Linked DNA regions of Anas platyrhynchos: region 2 is linked to region 1. A link is a contact called in public Hi-C data. All regions are on one chromosome and are shown on one strand. Each heading gives the region's core, a stretch centred on a gene start, on an enhancer-like site or on the middle of the called end of the contact. The rest is flanking DNA. Distances are from core to core; before and after follow the strand shown.

Region 1 (2,623 bases), core at 68-2,567:
CTCTCTTCTATCTGGAGAAACGAGGACACGCTGCTCCCACCCGCTCTGCAGACGCGCTGCGGCTGCCTGCCAGCTCGCCGGCAGCTGTGTGGGGCCTTTGCACCCCTGCCTGCAGTGGACTGGATGGACCAAATGTCCCGGACTGAGGATGTCAAAAAGGCTTTGCCTCCAACCGCAGCTCAGCACTGGAGAAGGTGGAGCACGGTGTCTGTGCCCTAATTGTGTGAGATGAGGCTTACAGGTAAAGGCCTTGCAGCAAAGAAGGAATTTGTGCTTAAGGTATGATGTGTGACAATTTACCAACTAGTACTTTTATTCTTTTGACTCTTTGAGTGGATTTAGCTCAGACTGGCTGACCTCAGAAGAAAATCTGCATTTCTCAACAAATGCACTTGAAAGCCAAGTGCAGCAGGACAGTGCTGCTGCAAGCACACTGCCCCACCGGGGCACTCTACAGAGCCTACTCTTCCCATGCTTCCTCAGGAACCTCTGCTTTTCAGCAGAGAAAACCTCCCAGGTGTTATTTCATAGATGAAATGGGATCCTTTCTTTTGCAAGGTCCAGAGGTAAAAATGTAAGTGTCCCAAAAAGCTGACTGCTCTCGATCCTGGTGGACAGGGAGTCACCACCCCCAACACCCAGCCATCAGATTCTTTCAGCTAAAGTACCACTGACAGCCCCTTCATCTAAACTTCCATCTCCCAACCCAGCAACATAATGGAGAAGCCAATTAAATGATTATTAATTCATGCTGCTTTCCGTAAGCCAGAGGTTCTCATCTCCCTGCATTCCGTAAACCAGCCTGCCACTTGCCCTAGAAATTTACAGTGGGGTTTCTGCTATCTCCATTGATTTAAAAAGCAACACCCTCCCCCACATCCAGCCTACTGAAAAATCTCTCCTCCTCCTAAGTTCAGCAGCCAGTCTGGGAAAAAGTTTTCGACTGGACTGGGGAGCTGTTTTCACCGACCGATGGAAAATAAAATTCCATATTTGGTGGCGCCTCCCTCCCCAGAGCTCTCCCTGACGTTTTCTTGGAGCTCCTACTCAGCATCACGAGCCTCTGGGCCAGACAGACCTGCCTCCCGCGTCTGGACACCCCCGTGGCTGGAAATGCCACAGTGACAAGCGTCGCCACGGCGCAGGCCTCGCCGAGGAGCATCCTTAAAACGGCTCTTGCTTTCCTCTGGGAACTCTGAGAACAGAGAGGATTATTTTATCTGTTCTATGCTCGCATGGCCTTCACCTTCTTATCTGTGTAGAACGAGCGATGGGAAGGCCAGGCCCTGTGGTCCGGACCTATCTCCACAGCACGACGAGTGGCAGCCCAGGAGCCTGGAGTGAAGCTGCACCGTGCTTCAGGCTCAGCCTTCCCCTCAGACAGCTGCTATCCAGCAGAAACACAACTGGCATTAATACGGCAAGAATAAATATGAGAAAGTAACTCCACCGAGAGACCCCAGTGACACAAAAGCTGTGAGAGCACAGCTCAGGCTTCCCAGAAACAGCATTTTGGTGTATAACACTGCTACAGTGCTGCCTGTTTGTTACTTCTTGTGTTAATAATATATGGTTGAATGTTTCTCTCTGAAACGCTGTCTGTTTACATTCTTTATTCCCTGAAGGTACCATTCGTTCTAATAAGATGTTGTAGCCATACTAACAGGACTCTATATTGCCTGTTGCTCTACAGTATTTTTTCAAACCTGTGTTTGATAAATAACGTGATTGTATGATAGACAGAAGTAAATACACAGAGATTTGCAAGCACACTTTTGTACCCAGACCTTTATTGTTGCCTTTCGGAAGTATGGCCCTGAAAATGGCCAAGTAATTTGTTTTTCTAATGCTGTGTCATACCTTGCAGCTTGCAGTAAGCTTGAACAACTGAATTATTATAAAATATTCATATGACAGTACCCAGGAGCCCAAGCCACCACAGAACTCCTCAGCACAAACACGGGGCGCCCAGAAAACGTGGTGCAAGGTGCCAAGCAGCACAAGCACACATGGAGGGGACGTGGAGACACCTTGTCTGCCATCACGACCACCACAGACCTTCCCCACTGCCCTGCAGATCAGCAGAGAAGCTCTTGCTCCCCTTGGCATCACACCTGGAGGCTCCTGAAGGACCTGCTCTGTAAGCTGCTCTACAAGGTGCTAGCTTGTGAGCAAAGAACAAAGGTGATGGAGGAGAGAAAGTGGTCTGCACCAGCTGGGTGAGAGATAGTGGAGCAACAACACAAATAGCCAAGTTATGGATCAGTCCCAAAGGTTACAGGGAACCTGACTGTGACCCAGGGAGTAGATCGTAGGAAATCACCCTAACTCACGCACAGCAAGACCCCACGTTTGCAAAGTGGTACCCTAAAACACTGAACTTTTTCTTCCAGGAACGATGTCGAAGACTACATGCTTAGAACTGTGGGAAATCATGTTTGTTTGTTTTAAATTACAAAGGAAACAAGAGATAATCTTTTATATTTACTGATTTTTATGGTTCTTGAACCAGCTATCAATCTGTGTGAATATTACTGTCCAATTGAAATGAATAAATACTCCAACTAACCTACCATGTGAGTCCATATCAACTAATTTAATAAAATCAATGTGTTGAGCTTGG
Region 2 (2,623 bases), core at 86-2,585, 140 kb after region 1:
CCCAGGAGCAGCTTCAAGCACAGCTTGAAAGAGAAACAGACCTTTCTCAGAGTCAAAAAAAAAAAAAAGGGGGGGGGGACGGACAGAAAAAAGAGCGGGGGAAAGGAGTTTAGCAATTTCAGAAAAAAAAAGAAAACCCCAAACCCAATTTATAAATAATTCACACTTTAAAAAAACATGTGTACGTGCTACATGCATACGCATATACACACACACGTACGTGTCCCCCCACACAAGCACATACTCTCCTCTGAGGTTTAGTTTCAGAAGAGTACGGCTCGCCTTCCCTCCGAAGGCGAGGAGAGCAGTTTATTCAGAGGAATCAATAGGAAAGAGCATTTGCAAATATTTAGATACGCGCTGTGCGCTTCGGCATTAAGTAATTAAAAACTGAAACTGAGAAAGGGGGGATTGGCCTACAGTGGCGTTTGCTGCCTTCACCTCTCCCATCCCCCTAGCCGCATTCTTTCCAAAACTGAGCCTGCCCGCCGAAAATAAAAATAATAATTACTCTCATTTGCAATTCTATTCCGGAGCACGTCCCGGGGACGGGGCCACGCGGGCGCCGGGGTCCGTGCGCGGGGCCGGCCGCTCGGCCCGGGGCGGCTCGGCTGGGCTCGGGAGTTCCTCGCCCCTTTGTTTTCCGCGGCCCCGGCTGCGCGGAGCCCCCCGCGCGCGCCCGGTCCCGCCGGGGCGGGGGGGGGGGGTCCCGGCGGGCGGCAGCGCCGCCTCCGCCCCGCGGCCTCGCCGGCCCCGCGCCCGGCCGCGTCCCCCCGCGGGCCGCCGGCCCCGCCGCCCGCCGCCCCATCGATTATGCAGATGGCGCGGGTCGGTCGCCGCCCGGCTCCGCTCCCGCTCCGCGCCTCGCCGCTCCGCTCCGCGCCGCCCGGCGGCCCCGCGGCCGCACAAAGCCGGGCAGCGGCCGCTCGGCCGCCGGCTCTCGGCCGCCGGGGCCGCCGGGCGGGGCGGGGGCTCCGCGGGCGCGCAGCGGCCCCCGCGGCGCCGGCACCTGCGCGTCCCCGGCGGCGGCGGCGGGGCTCCGGGCCGGCGAGCGGCACAAAGTTTGCTGGGGGATCCGGGGCGGTGGGTGGGAGCGGGAGGGAGGGGGGGGCCGGACCAGCCCCATGCAAAGCAGCCCGGGCGCCCCGAGCAGGAGGAGCCCGCGCGGGGGACAGGGCAGAAAAGTTGCCACTTACGCGGTCGCTGCTCCGGCGGCGGCGGCGCTTTTAATCCCGGGCGGCGGCGCGGGGGCTACAGATCCCATGCAGGCTGCGGCGGCTGCGGCGGCAGGAGCGCGCTCCGCGGAGGGGCCCGGGGCAGCAGCAGCGGGAGCCGGGGGCAGCAGCCGGAGCCGAGCGGGAGCCGCCGCCGCCGCCGCCGCTGCCCAGCAGCAGCATCGTTGTCGGGGAGTTTGCAGCCCCCCGGAGAGAGGGGGCCGCGGGCGGCAGCAGCAGCGGCGGCGGCGGGCGGCTCGGGTCGGGTCGGGGCGGAGCGGCGCGGCGCGGAGCGGAGCGGGCGGCGGGGCTGGCGGTCGCCGGAGCAGGAAGCGCCCGGACTCAGATCTGATGATTGGGAAGAAAAAAAACTCTTTGGATCTTTATTCTGCTAATTAGTTTCCTGCAAAAAATGGCTGATTAGTGCAGTGCGCATGTGCCTCATTACCCAGGCACGACGGGAAGGGCTAATTAGCCACCTTCTGGATCAATAAGATTCAGCCCAGGCGGCGGGGGAGGGAGCGAGCGAGCAGGAGCGGGCGGGGGGAGCGCGGCGGCGGCGGCGGCGCCGCACCGAAACTTGGGGCAAGCGGCCGGCCCCCAGCCCGCGGCGGGGGGGCTCCGCGCCGCTCCGCGCAGCGCCGCGCCGGGGCCGGGGAGGGGGCGCGCGGCCGGCCCCGCTCCGCTCCGCACCGCTCCGCTCCGCACCGCGCCGCCGGCCGGGCGCTCGGCGGGGCCACCTGCCCCCGCGCCCCGGGCGGGGCCGCGCCGCCCCGCGCAGGGCAGGGCAGGGCGAGGACGACCCCCGCCGCCGCCGCCGAAGTTTCCCCGGGAGGAGCCGGGAAAGTTGCGGCCGGCGGCGAGCGCAACTTTGTGCCTGCGCCCCGGCCCCGGCCCCCGCGGCGCCCCCGGCGCGGGGCGGGCGCGGAGGAGCGGCCCCGCACATCCCCCGGTGCGGGGCGGCCCCGGGCCGCGCTCCCCGCAAACTTTGCGGCCGCCTCTCGGAGCGGGACAGCTGATCGATACGGCCGCGGGCAGCCGCGCTGGGAGCCGGGCTACAGGTTTCACCAGCCATCGCTGGCAACAGCTTTGTCATTTTCTAAAAATAAGAAGCTAAAAGTTATTGTAGAAGAAGGGGCTTTTTTTGTCCCCTGCACAATATGCCTTTTGTGAGTTTAATGCCATTCTGGGGCTCTCTATAGCCCCGGACAATGGGGAACTCCAGGAGGCGGCTGTGCCTCTGCCTTTTTTCTTTCTTGCTTTCTCCTTTCTCCCCCCACCCCCTCCTCTTCCACCCCCCCCTCCTTTTTTTTTTTTTTTCCCTTTTTTTAGGAAAGGATGCAACATTCCTCCAGTCCCAACAGAATCTCTGGTTTGATTAAATAAATACTTCTCTGGTGTTACGGTAA

Evidence for each region. Hi-C and Micro-C count contacts between places; a contact is called where the count stands out from the background.
Region 2: a contact with region 1 is called in a Hi-C map of F5 follicle, with 2.5 times the contacts expected there. The contact joins the promoter of ZFHX3 here to the enhancer-like site in region 1. A contact is called at or near these places in 4 of 8 Hi-C or Micro-C datasets (F5 follicle, liver, small yellow follicle and 1 more).

What each region holds. Positions count from the first base shown.
Region 1 is chr12:509,209-511,831 of IASCAAS_PekinDuck_T2T, forward strand. The region is part of intron 5 of ZFHX3 (zinc finger homeobox 3); the gene reads right to left. Among named protein-coding and RNA genes, the nearest start is that of ZFHX3, 140 kb to the right of the region's middle. Within about 2 kb of position 1,318, at least 5 of the 8 cell types and tissues checked have an H3K27ac peak or open chromatin away from gene starts, as enhancers often do. A contact at or near this core is called in F5 follicle, small yellow follicle and subcutaneous adipose tissue, where this site is marked.
Region 2 is chr12:644,512-647,134 of IASCAAS_PekinDuck_T2T, forward strand. ZFHX3 (zinc finger homeobox 3) reads right to left here and starts at 1,336. Exons shown (of 10, transcript XM_038185561.2): 1 at 1,197-1,336.